3 separate regions of the Gossypium hirsutum genome follow, and regions 2 and 3 are each linked to region 1. A link is a contact called in public Hi-C data. All regions are on one chromosome and are shown on one strand. The core of a region is the stretch at or near the end of the contact, and the rest is flanking DNA. Distances in the headings are between cores, read along the strand shown.

Region 1 (4,498 bases), core at 1,973-4,472:
TATAACATTTTAGAAACTTCTTGATTTGTGTGTCATTTCATTTTATAGTGATGGAGATGTCATTTTCAAGCAAACTTATGGTAATAGCATTTCTCGTTCGACAGTTGAGTACGTATTATTTGAACCTTAAACACTTTGAGTGCTTTGAGTGATCTCTAGTAAGGATGTAAATTCTTATTGATTTTGAATTTAAGGTAATTATTTAGATAAGCGGAGACACCTGCGGTTTTGCTCTTTAAAAATTTTGACTTGGACTGCTTGAATCTTCAATGTCCTTTTCGTTGAGTTTCCAATGTATAATTGTTTGCAAATTATCTTGAAACATTATTGATGAAAATGAAAAATTAAAAAAAGTTAGCTTCAATGTGGGTTAAGGATTTTGCTTGAGGACAAGCAAACGCTTAAGTGTGGGGATATTTGATCAATTCTAAAAGTAACATGTTTTAATCTCATTCTTAATGTCTTTTTGGGTGATTATTCGAGGTTAAATTGTGGATTTTATGCTCCTAATTCTTTAAATTCATGTTTCTATAGTTAGGAGAGCATTTGGGAGCAAAAAGAGTGAAAAACGAGTGAAAATCGGAAAATCGGAGCAAGTTTCAATACCCACACAAGCTGGGCTATTCCATATGGGCAGGGACACGACCATGTGAGCAACATAGGCTGCCACACGGCCATGTGTCAAACTATGTGGAAATTGTAATCTGCACTCTAAACACGTAGAAAAACGTAATTTTTAGGTTTTTCGAGCATTCTAAGGCCTATATATGACATAAATAAGAAGATAGGAGGGAGTCGTCAGAGAATATTAAAGAAAACAACTGGAAAAACACCATTGAAGCCAACTCTAAAGCATATTTCTATCAAGATTGAAGATCTCTTTTTGAATTCTTTAAATTTTGTTATGAATTTCTTTATTTTTTGTGGTTATATTGTCCTTAAGATGTTTTTATTTGCGATTATGAATTAATTTTTCAAATACCTAGGGAGATGAACCCTAGGATGGATTAGGTTATTTGTTTTCTATTTTTACACAATAAATACTTGGATCTTGTTCTCAATTATGTGTGCTTAATTCTTGGTCTAATATTTCTAGAATATTAATCCATGTTCGATGTGCTTAAATTAAAGGAGAAATATACCCTTTTTAAGAGTAAATCTAGCGTAATTGAGTGGAGTTGCATGCAATCTTAGAAATAGAATGACATAAATCTAGCGGATTATAGTCAAATCTAATAGGGGGATCCATAGATCGATTTAATGCGACAATAGTGGTTTTAATTAGAAAGAAATTTCAATTATTTAGCCTAGAGTTAGTTGTTCTTAATCATGAAGAGAAATATTAGCATAATTTAGAGATTTCTACTGTTCAAGATACTAAGTGAAGAAATTGCATAATTTAGATTGTTAATGACAGATGAAATCTAGGTAAATTCTTCCTTAGATATTGTTTTGCTTATTGGTTGTTAATCATTTATTTTCCTGAATTGTTCTTTGCCGCATTCATAGTTAATTAGTTTAGTTAATTTTAGTTTTAATCAATCACTCCAATTATTCGGTTAAATAATAGAAAGGTGGTAATTACTAGTACTTTCAGTCTTTGTGCTTTGTGCACACCATAACTATACTATTAATTAATAAGTTTATGTCTTTGTCAAATTTTTAGTTGGTTTACGACTACAATCAAGCTTAGAAGCGAAATCTCCTTTAACAGTTGCGAAGATCACCTCGATTGCAATTGGAATCAACAACAAAATACTGAAAAACTAATATATTATGACCTTGGATCGAAGCCAAGTCCAAGTTGAAACAATAACAAAGTATAAAAATGACTAAATTGAAAAGAAAATAAAACTAAACTAAAAACCTAAAAAATATTAGAATGACGCACTTGGCCAAGGCTCCTAAAATGAGACTTAACATGCGTATTTATAAATTTTATACTCAAACCTAATTAGGGTTGCTAAACAGCCCAAAATTATGATTAAGATACATTGTGAGGACTAAAATACACCTAATTAATTTTTCCTATTTGTCAGTCAGTGCCGCGACACCATAGGACCGGTCTCGCAACACTGCCTTCAAAATTTGGGTACTTTGGCTTTGAAATCTGGTGTTGCAACACGACTTCCCGATGTCGTGGAATGGCTGTCGTCCCTTGGCTTCTAAGCCCGAAAATAGTGTCCTATGCACTAGATAAATTCGTTAGATCATCCCTAGACCCACAGTGGCCCATTAGGTCGTACATAACTCAAAATTGAGTAAAAACGCTCATTTTGCATTAATTAAACACAAAGCAATAAAAATTGAAAACAAAATAAAACACATAAAAATGTTATAAAACAAGCCCGTTAAATGTTAGAAAGACCTTAATTTGCCACAACAAATTATGGCAGATCAGTGTCACTGTGGGATAGGCACCAACAGCAACTCAATGCATTGTTAAGTTCTCACATCACTTTTTTCTTTAATTTCTTTGACTTTTGGGTGAAAGCTTCGTTTGGCTTGGTGGGTTTTTGCTCAAAGTAGCCAGTACTCTTTTGCCTCGCATGCCCAGGTATGAATATAAGGGAAAGTAGGGCCTTGTCCCCAAAATGGAAAATTATAATTTAGTCCCTTTATAATGATAAATTTATAAGTTAATATATAGTAAAATTAAACTTTAGCCTCTTAAAAAATAAAAACATTCTATATAGTCCCCTAAACATGATGAAATTATAAATTAATATATGATAAAATTATATATTTTAACCTCTAAAAAGTTCACAATTCAATTCCAGCCCACTAAAAAATCTCTAAATCCACCCGAGTATACCATTTTCTATTTTGACTAGACATACCTTTTATATATCATTTTGAATTTGTTAATACTTTTTTTGAAATTTATCAGTCTTAATTCATGTTTGTCACACATAATGAATATATACATACGCGTAACTAATGATAATATATTAGTTTTGAATACTTTTCATGTTATGATCAGAATCGGAGAGGAGAAAAGAAACAGAATTTGGAGAGGAAAGAAGAATTTTGAGAGAAGAAACAGTGTGAATAACAGTTTTCATTCATAACCGACCTATCACACCGGTTTTATAGGAAATAAAATAAAAATAAAATAAAGGAATTACAGCTATGGTAGTTAAAATAACAAACTGGATGATGACCATACGCTCCGCTTCATTAATCCCCTACTACGCCCCATTTTGCTTAACTCTCCCAAGCTACGACTCAGCCCAAACTTTCTATAATCCAATAGTTAGGCCCAACACAGAATTTAGTCCATAACAATACTCTCCCCTCGAAGAGGATCATTGTCCTCAATGATCTATATGAGGGAAAGCATCCTTGATTTGCTGGAAAGGTTCCCAAGTGGCATCTTCTGGAAATGAATTTTCCCATCCAATTAGTACTTCTGTGACTGTTGCATTACCATGCTTCACCATTCTCCTGTCTAGGATTCTAATAGGCTCTTAGGCCCAATATCCGTGGTCATCAATCACTGGTAACTCTGCTTGCACAAAAGCAGCTCCCACATGTTTCTTAAGCTGAGAGACATGGAAAATGGAATGAATTCGAGGCCTTAAGGTAATTGTAACTTGTAAGCTACCTTCCCTATCTTTTCTTCCACTTTGAAGGGACCAAAGAATCTAGGAGCTAGCTTCTGATTCACCAATCTCCTTACAGAGTGTTGTCTGTAAGGTTAGAGCTTCAAATAAACCAGGTCTCCCACCTCAAATTGCCTGTCAGTCCTATGCCTATCTGCCTGCTGTCTCATTCTATCTCGTGCTCTCTTCAGATGAAACTGGAGTAACTTCCTTGCAGCCTCTCGATGCTACAAACTTCTATCATCAGTGGCCACTAAGGATGCACTAGCCAAATATGGCATGTGATATGGAGGGGGTCTGTCCATACAATGCCTCATAAGGTGTTGTGTGAATAGAAGTATGAAAAGTAGAGTTATACCACCATTCAACAAGTGGTAGCCACTTCGCCCAATCTTGTGGCCTTTTTACAGACATACACCTTAGGTAACTCTGAAGACACCTGTTCAACACCTCAGTTTGTCCATCTATTTCTTGATGGTAGGCAGTGGAAAGATGAAGCCTTGTACCAACCTTTTGAAACAGGTCCTACTAGAAGGTAGTGATAAATACCTTGTCCCTATCAGATACAATCGAATCTGGTATACCATATAGCTTATAGACATTTTCCATGAATAATTGAGCTACTGTTACAGCAGGAAAGGGATGAGACAAAGCAATAAAATGACCGTACTTAGTCAATCGGTCTACCACTACCAGAATAACACTTTTACCAAATGAACTTGGAAGACCCTCTATGAAATCCATAGAGATTGATGACCAAGCCTTATCTGGTATTGGAAGAGGTGGTAGTAAGCCTGGAGGTGCAACATTTTTTTACTTGCATTTTTGGCAAATGGAACACTCTCTTATCCAATTATTAATATCATTGGATAGTCCCTTCCAATGCAATAAAC
Region 2 (4,727 bases), core at 790-3,289, 330 kb before region 1:
ATTTACAGCAAAGTCATTGAGTACCTGCAGGGAAGCCTGTGGAGGTCATGGGTATGCTGCTGTCAACCGGTTTGGTACCTTGAGGAATGATCATGACATTTTCCAGACATTTGAAGGAGACAATACAGTACTTCTGCAACAGGTATAAGACAAACCCCTTTATATCACAACCTTGCATGAGAATTTACAATGTTAGTTTTGGTATAAAGAATTAAGTGTCTAGAAATATGTTAGATATACGGTATATAAAAGGATCAGGAGTGACCCCTTTAGATGGCTTTTGTGTTTAATGTCATCTTTACTCCAAGCCTTTAGGTACACTGCCTAACTGAGCTTTTCTTCAAATCTCTATTCAGTTATGAACCACTTAGAAGTTAGATTGCCAATCTTTTCATGCCTTCTACATCCATTCATCATGATTCTTCAAATATGGTCACCGCTTATCCTTTCTTTGATTCCTCTTCATTTCTTCTCCTGACATATAGAAGCTCTTTTGTCTCTATGACCTGCATTTTTTTAAAATGTGTTATAGAACCTTGTTGTTGATCCATTTACATGGACTCCTTGGGTCTGATTAGATTTTTTTTGTTATGTTTATTCAAGGCAATAGGGAAATTTGTTGACTTTGTTATTCTGAAGTGTTTTATTCTTTCTTCGGGGACTGGAAATGTGGTTCAGGGGGGGGGGGGATTTAGTTTGTTAACAACTGTCTTTTACCGATGACACCAATCTTCTCATCAGTCATTAGTATCAGTTCTGTATGCAAGGGCCTTTGGATTGTTTTCCTTCATCGGAACCTAATATGTATTGTAGTCTGGTCTTAACGTTGATAAACTTCATAAGAACCTTTTACTGGGATGTAGGTAGCTGCAGATTTATTGAAGCAATACAAGGACAAGTTCCAAGGTGGTGCTCTTTCTGTCACATGGAACTACTTGAGAGAATCTATGAACACATACTTGTCTCAGCCAAATCCTGTAACTGCCCGTTGGGAAAGTGAAGATCACTTGCGAGACCCTAAATTTCAGTTGGATGCTTTCCGGGTGAGTGTTTTCTTCATTATTGTAATTCAGTGTTTTGTCAGTTTAAACTGCAAGTAACACAATCTTTTACAATTTTGGTATGCAGTACCGAACGTCAAGACTTCTTCAAAGTGTAGCAGCACGACTTCAAAAGCACACCAAAACTCTTGGCAGCTTTGGTGCTTGGAATAGGTGTCTGAATCACCTTCTCACACTTGCAGAGTCTCATATTGAATCTGTCATCCTCGCAAAGTTTATTGAAGCTGTTCAGAAGTACTTCCTAAACTCAGCCACCAAATTCATTCCTTTTCTTTCTACTTGCCACATATATAAATTTGAGTTTCTTAATTGTTTTGAATGTAATTTTTAGCTGTCCTGATGCAAGCAGTCAAGCTGCTCTAAAACTTTTATGCGATCTGTATGCCCTGGATCGGATCTGGAAAGACATAGGAACATACCGTAATGTTGATTATGTTGCACCAAACAAAGCTAAGGTATAGTGTTATTCAGAACAGTTTAGTCTTTATAAGATATAAAAGGGGTTCTTTTTATATTGTTACCATCCCTGGAGAACAGGAATGACTATAAACATCTCATGCACGGTTATAACACGTCCTAATATTTGTGTATATTCGAGTTATTAGACTTGCTATAGATACAATTTTTGTGAGGTTTCATTACATTTTTTTCCTCCACTCAGGCAATCAACAAGCTCACACAGTACTTGAGTTTCCAAGTTCGAAATATTGCCGGGGAATTTATTGATGCATTTGATCTTCCGCCTTATATTTTAAGGGCCCCGATCGCAATGCAGTCAGAAGCATATTCTCAGTACACACAGCTTGTGGGGTTCTAATTGAGACCCAAAAATAGGAGGAACAAACAAGTGGTTCCCACAATTAGATAGAATTTTTTAATATATTTGATTCTTTTGCCAGATTAAATTAAGGGTTAAGGTTAATGCAGTTGTTGAAACCCAGGTTGATAGCCTAGGTTGGAAAGAACAATACGTGAAACTTGAAAGAACAATATGCTGAAGCTTGAACTCTGATTTGTTTGTAACTGTATTATGAACCATACATATTTTTCTTTTCTTGAATAAAAGAATAGCAACCTATGTTAGATTTACTTGATGCATGTCATTTTTCAGTGTTATAGTTTAAAAAAGAGCATGAATCAAGTAAGACTTCCTGATTGCAAGTAACAAGCAACGGTAACAAAACTAAAAAAGACCCAACGAATACCATTTTCCAATAATCCTTTTGCACTCCGAAAGGAATGGCAGGATAAAGGCAGATTATTCCGTAAAAAATCACAATTAGAAAAATATTTAACCTTAAAACTGGATATATTGAACTTGGTCAGACCACAAAAACCTTGTCCTCCACTGGGCTTGGCACACAATTGTTGCCATTGTACCCAGTGGATGCCACGCTTGTTAGGGCCCTGCCACCAATAAAAGTTTATAATTAAAGTCATTTTTATCACATAATGAAAATGCAGTCTCAAGTAACATAGATTTAATTAAAACCTCACATCCCCTTGAGATAAGTAACGAGTACACCAACCCTTGATTTTCTCCGTTTGATTCTATTGCAAAGGCCCTGGAAACACTACTTATTTCTCCCAAACCATAATTGGTAGACTTAATACTTCGGATTCATAAGTGCCCGCACATTTAAAATACGAAGAACCTTTGAGCAAACCTGATCCCAAACATTTGCACTAAAAAACAATAGGAAATTTTTAAAATTTATAGATTGATTAGTGTGGCAAGGATAGAATTTTAGTCTCGCAATTCGTGTGACTTTAGATAATTTTTTAATTTCAAATCTGTCTAAGTCAGCTTAGCTCTCCAAAAGTGACAATTCACAATAAAAATTCTCCATAGCACCGAAAATAAATCAAAAGCAACTCAAAGACAAAAGAACAACAAAAGAACAGAATAGCCACAAGTAGAGGTGTCCATGGTCGGACTAGGTTAGGCTCAGGCCCAACTTGAAAAATGAGCCTAAAATTTTGCCTAAGTCCAGCCCGGATAAAAATACTAAAACTTGAGTCCGACTCGGCCCGCCCGTATTAATTTTTTATATACTTTTAAAAAATATATATAATACATCAAAAATACTAAAAATATTAAAATAAATATTTCCCAACAAATTGAAAATAAATTAAAAAATAAATATGCTTAAATAACACTAAGATAAGTGCAACTTGACAAGCAAATGCCTCTAAAATAGTAACGAAATTAATAATAAAATAAGAGTTATACAATATTTAAACACTAATAACAAAATAGCAGTAACATAATAGTGAAATTGTAGCAAAATAGTGAAAAATAAAATAAAATAACAACAAAACAATAAAAATAGTAAAAAAAATAGCAAATTTTTTTGCATATTCGGGTTAGGCCAGAAAAACCTTACCTGAGGCTAGTTTTCTAAATGGGCCTTATTTTTTTACCCAAGCCCATTTTTTGGGCCTAAATTTTTACCCAAACCCTTCCACTTTTTAGGTGGACCTTCGGGTCGAGCTGTTTAACCCCTCAGATCGGGCCTAGACGCTACAACCCAATCTGAGTAATTACATGGGCCATAGAGATGGCCAAAACGTTTTTATAAGAAAAACTCACTTGTCTTGGAAATATGTCATTTTTAAAACATCGTGTTCCTTTCAATAAAAATTTATTTGTTCCTTTTTAATTAAAAATATTCATACTGTAACTTAATTTTTAAATCACAAATTTGTAGTGGCTAATAATTATTAAAATGCTTATTATTCGTTTAAAAAACATATAAAAATAATTCATTGAATATTATCCCAAAATATCAAAATAGAAATCCATGCCATACTTCAGAATTTAAAAATAAAGTCCAAAAAGTTATTAAGACAAACCCAAATTAAAGTCCATAATAGAAATCCAAAATGAACTCATATAGTTAGTAAAAGCCCCACATTATTAAAAAAAGTACCCATGACCAAGAGATCATTAATTCAAGAGCCCCCCTAAAGATCTAAATCTGAGCCAAATTACGAGGATTACTTGAGATACACACATAACATGGGTGAGCTTTAAAAAGCTCAGTGTGAGATCGTCACAAACATATATTTCAACACGTAGCATAACACATCCTAATCATCATAAATATAACTTTCACAAAATTCACATATCATCAGATTTAATGAACATAACAAGTTATGCTTCTGTAATAATGCACATTTCAGAAGATTTCCTACCCATCTTCGCAACACTCCAATATCGAGTTCCCCAAAACTCATCCATCCGATAACACACTATTTGTGGACAAGCCACCATATAGATACCAATAAACAGTCACATAACACATCATGGACAAGGCACCACATAATTGCCGATAACGACCACATAATCGCAATTAAACTACCACATAGCTTCCTTCTTTCATAATCCCGTCCTATGCATGTGATATGGCCATTTTAACACATATATTTCACTTTTTACATTTTTTGCATATTCATGCTCGTAACTCATATTTCTCAATTTTTACACATATGCATGTATCATACTCGCATTTTCACATATCACATAGTTTTCACTTTAACATACTTTAATATACATATTTATATTATTGATCCAGGATCAATCAGAGCAATAACTTTTGTGTCAGAGATAGAAAATGTACTAGCAATAATATTTGGAGCAGAAGCTTCTTCACGCGCACATAT
Region 3 (4,800 bases), core at 867-3,366, 490 kb before region 1:
CGCCATTATGGATTAGGTTTTATTGAAAGTAATGGCAATTATATTGCTAGTTACCCAATTATAAAGCTAATGCTAACACAATTAGTTTTGTCCACTTTGAACAAATTATCTTTATTTGGTAATTATGTTATATATTTTACTTGGCTATTATAGATTAAAATATTAGGGGTTTTGTTGAGTTTGGTGTTGTAGTAGTATTAATTATTAAAGTAGGGTAAAAGGTATAGTTATTATTAAATCATATCTTGATAAAATGAAATGAATGTTTAAGAGAAGTGTGGTTTAATTGATTTATTTTGAAAGTTCATAAAACCATAGTTAGCAATAGCTAGGTTTTCGTTTTAATGATATGTATTAATCCATCAATAAATTTTAAATTTGACTATTTGTTATGAATATATTTGCTAATAGAATTAATCAAAGTTATGAATATATTTTGTTTTTTAATTAATTCTGATTATATTTTGGTGTTCTTTGAGAATTTGATATTCTCTATTTTTTATATAATATCTAGAACTACTTATATTCTTTTTTCAATATTTAAATAAGAGGATAAATACGTTTTACTCGAACTTACATTTTTTTTATTGATGATGATGTCGATACTAATTAAACTAAAACTCAATCAATTGATATTCGCTAATTTTGTATCCCGATTTTAAACGTTTCATTTCTAATAAATTTCGACTTAACAAAAAAAAAATAGGCCCTACATTTAAAGTAATGAGATTTAAAAGCCAAATAATTTATATTATATCTCAATATTTAAATTGTCTAAGGTTTGGACTACTTATTCCATCTAATAGGCCCTACTTTTTTGGATTGAGGCCCGCCTTAGATAAAGTTATTCATAATTCGGCTGGTTTGAAAGGATCGAAATTACCACTTAGCAACAAAAATTGTTTTAATTTAAATTTAATTACAAAGTATATTAATATGAAGGATAATTATTTGATACATTATGAATATTTTTTTTTAATTTTACAAGTGACAAGTGTTATATTTATTTATATAATTAATTTTTTTATTTTTATTATATCCTATAATATATTTATTAAATTTTCAACTTATTTATGGAGTTTAAACGGTACATGAAATAAATTTTCAAATACTAATATAAAAATATAATTTAATATTTTATGAATAATTGTTGAAACATAAAAGATTTTCAAATAACAATTTAATTAGATTTGACTCTCGACTAAATACGACTCGATCCATGTCCTGATGTGCACATCTAGCCTATAAGCGTAAAAGAAAATTACTTGCCGCTAAAGAAAAAGAAAAGTCAGGCTAAATCATTAATTACTATATGGACTCTTTAGGCTTTCAAACCATATAAAAGAATATTGTTTGTGCACAAACATTAAAGAGAATTGAAGAACTCACATTGTCTTTTCTTAAATTTTGATGGCAAAAATGAAAAATAAAAAATAAAAAATAAAAAATAAAAAATAAATCATATTTGTTAATAATACTTGTACATTGAAAAAGTCTAATGTAGTATCTAAATTATCAATATGTGTTTTATTATATTACCTGATGTTAACAATATTAGTGAATTATTAAATCAACCAATTAAAGTTTGATATATAGAATATTTTTTCAAATCATGGAATCCACATAAGGAGACAACATGAGTTCCATAAATTATGACCTGCCAAAACCACTAATCAATAATGGTTGGACATGTGTCCGTCATATTAGCTGGCGGAAACTTAAATGACGACCTTTCAAAATTCAAGAAAGACACTGTCCAAAAGTCTCATTTGCACAACACATGCTACTCTTCACCAAACATACATTCCACGCGCATTCATCATTATAAACAAAAAATGATGATCCTCTCAAGGAAGGTTGCTTTATATCATCTTCCCTTAACTTGGGGGTAATTGTTATAAAATACTTTGGTAATGTAAGCTTCGCCCCCTTATCTCATTGTGGCACAACTTTGTCAGCCTTGTCAAGAGCAACAATTTGCCAAGGTCGGGTTTCGTGAACATATACATGCATAACATGTAAAACTCTTATGATCTACCTCATAATGACAGGTGTTGAGAGGTTTCTTGCATGACTCACACATGGGACTTTGCCTAATCGTCTCCATCCTATCGCCGCTTATCTAAAGGGTTATTATGCTCCCCAAGTGTCTGACCAAGATGAGACATGTGTCAAAATCCAAGACTAAGAGAGGGCCACTCTCACCTATAAATACTAGTCCTTAGCCTTGGAAAGGTCTTATGTTTTTCCTCTTACTCTTTATCTTAAGAATAGAACACCTTCCCTTACGACTCTCGATATGTTCTTCGCCCTATGAATCGTCATCTCCTCTTCCAAATTTGATTCGTCATTAACAAAAATTAAATTTCATTTTTAAATGAAGTAGAAAAAATTCTCAACCGAGAATAAAAGTTTGATCTAGCACGATTAGTAAAAAAGCTTACATAAGTTAGTTCATATAGTGATCTATTTTTTTATTGTACAAAATCTAGATGAAAATAAAGTAATCAAGTAAACTTCCAAATTTTTAATACAATTCTAAGTCTGAATAAAATAATATAAATTTATTATCACACCGTATATCGATTATGAACCAAAATATGAACCAATGCATTGAGCAAATTCCTTCTTAAAGCTAAAATAGAGTTACACAAAAATGAAAAAAAATACAATTCTATTAAAAATTTAAGTTCAAATCTCACTTCAAATCCCACTAATATAATAACTACGTATATATTAGTGGGAGACATGATGATTAAGGTATTTCTATGTGGCTGTGAATTAGTTTTGGTGATAGGGGTCGGAAGGACTAATAGTTAGGAGAAGCATTCTACTCTAGGGATGATTCTTTTATTTTCCTGTTTTGTTTCTTTTATCTTATTTTCAATGGAAGAGAGAAAGATTGAGGAATGTTCTTGCATGAAGGAAAGAGACTAGGGATAGCAATTGGAAATCTTGCATGCTTGTAAGTTTTCTAATCTCTCTACATTAGCAAATTCAAGAAAAAGAGGGTAGATAAGGGTATCAATTAATTATTGGTTCTGTTCTGTTTTGAGGTAAAGTGACAAATATGTTGGATCTAGTGCCCTAAGTGTAGTATATTCATTTGTAAAACATGTAATTTTTTCCTAATATATTGATTAATAAAAAAATTCATTTATTACAATTAATAAACTTTGTATTATTGTCCTCAAATGGTTTTTGCATGCAAAGGAAAATAGTAGCAAATGTTGCTCACTGGTTGTCTATTACTTAAACTAATACTAAGTGGTATTACGTGGTTAGATCATAGTATAGAAAGATAACTTATATTAGTATACGAACCTAAACATGTCCTTAGTCTAATTGGAAATGAGAAAATCGATTGAAAGACTAATATGTTGTCTATCATGTCCAATTGGAGAGATGCCTTGTCTTAGGCATCAGAGTGGATGACTCCAAGAAGATAGAGACATATGTGACTGACTGGACTGACAGTACATCTAATTGGACTCAACCAGAATAGATCCTAAATTCGTTTATGGATTTATTCACTTGAGACGTTCATAGTGTGACATACCTAAATCTTGAGTGGATGGCAGACTATGTATGTGGGACTTGTACACTTTAATGTAAGAAAAAGCCTGAGTTTGAATAGATAAAGAATCGAAAGTTGGTGCGTTGGGTGTACGACTTCTATTGTACGTAGAATCATTCACAATAGTAGAATTCATAGCCTGAGACATGGGTAAATAATATCCTTTCATTGACATGCATGGTAATGAAAAGTAAATGTGGCCACTGTTCATCTGTCTTTGTGATGGATGACTTGATCACTATTTGATAGTGATGGACTTTTCATGAAGGAAGATGTAATGGTTATCATGAGATAAAATAAGATTATATTTGGAGAGCGGATATTATCCTAAAAAGATCAAGGATATCCTATGAGGGTAACACATTTATGATAAGGCCATTGGACAAGCACTAAGTAGTTGCTTTCGTAATGGTATGTCATTAGGGAGAGGTCAATCACGATACTATAGCGGAATAACTTCGTGACTAAATGAGTTTATAATTAATAAGTGAAAAATTGAAACTTAATTATAAATCATTTGAGCCTTAATTACATATGTCTAATCAGTCACTTCGCTAGCTTGTTGAAACCATAAATGAATTGAGTGTTTGAATCATAAATGAACGAAATGAATAGGAAAAGTGAAATGGGAAACATTTAGGAATGGTTATGGTTTTTTTCGAAATGGAGAAATGGAATCATTTGAAAATGAATGTAGGTGTCTAAAATGGAAATGGAAATGGAAATGGAAATGGAAATGGAAATGGAAATGATTAATTACAATTCTATATGGATTACTTAAAAATGATTAGAAGAATGAGTTTATGTTTTTGAGTTGTTTTGAGATCCGAAAATGAAAATAAATCATTCTGTCATAGTGAACATGTTGTGTAACATCCCAGAATCTGGGGTTAGAAGTTTTGAGGTTTGTGGTTAGGGTCAGTGAGTGGGTTGAATGTTTGGGTTCAGTTTCACGTTTTAATGTCAGAATAGGCTTGCTGGTCTAGTGGTTAGTTGTGTGTTAGTGTATCTCAAGGTCTCGTGTTCAAACCCCTGTGAGTTCTTTTATATTGATTTTTATGTTATTTTATTTTATTTTTAAAATGGGAAGTTAATTTTAAAATAGAAAATAAGTTTCATGTTTTTCATTTTTACTTTTTCTTTTTTCTTCCCATCATTCCTATTTTTCTGTTCTTTTCAATTTCAATTTTGTTTGTTCTTGCTTCTTTTGTTTTACACAATTT

The links. A called contact is a pair of places that touch in the nucleus more often than the background predicts.
Region 2: a Hi-C map of hypocotyl shows a contact between it and region 1, with 4 times the contacts expected there. The contact joins two enhancer-like sites. A contact is called at or near these places in 2 of 34 Hi-C or Micro-C datasets (hypocotyl and petal).
Region 3: a contact with region 1 is called in a Hi-C map of leaf, with 2.0 times the contacts expected there. The contact joins two enhancer-like sites. A contact is called at or near these places in 3 of 34 Hi-C or Micro-C datasets (anther and leaf).

The regions. Positions count from the first base shown.
Region 1 is chrD11:37,400,454-37,404,951 of Gossypium_hirsutum_v2.1, forward strand. No RefSeq gene overlaps it. Among protein-coding and RNA genes, the nearest start is that of LOC121223970, 200 kb to the left of the region's middle. Within about 2 kb of position 3,223, at least 6 of the 9 cell types and tissues checked have an H3K27ac peak or open chromatin away from gene starts, as enhancers often do. A contact at or near this core is called in hypocotyl and leaf, where this site is marked.
Region 2 is chrD11:37,068,917-37,073,643 of Gossypium_hirsutum_v2.1, forward strand. LOC107913657 (acyl-coenzyme A oxidase 2, peroxisomal) reads left to right here. Exons shown (of 7, transcript XM_016842309.2): 3 at 1-142; 4 at 864-1,043; 5 at 1,129-1,295; 6 at 1,393-1,516; 7 at 1,723-2,150. The coding sequence ends at 1,878. Among protein-coding and RNA genes, the nearest start is that of LOC107913657, 4.7 kb to the left of the region's middle. Within about 2 kb of position 2,040, at least 3 of the 9 cell types and tissues checked have an H3K27ac peak or open chromatin away from gene starts, as enhancers often do. A contact at or near this core is called in hypocotyl, where this site is marked.
Region 3 is chrD11:36,911,530-36,916,329 of Gossypium_hirsutum_v2.1, forward strand. No RefSeq gene overlaps it. Among protein-coding and RNA genes, the nearest start is that of LOC121224054, 16 kb to the right of the region's middle. Within about 2 kb of position 2,117, at least 6 of the 9 cell types and tissues checked have an H3K27ac peak or open chromatin away from gene starts, as enhancers often do. A contact at or near this core is called in leaf, where this site is marked.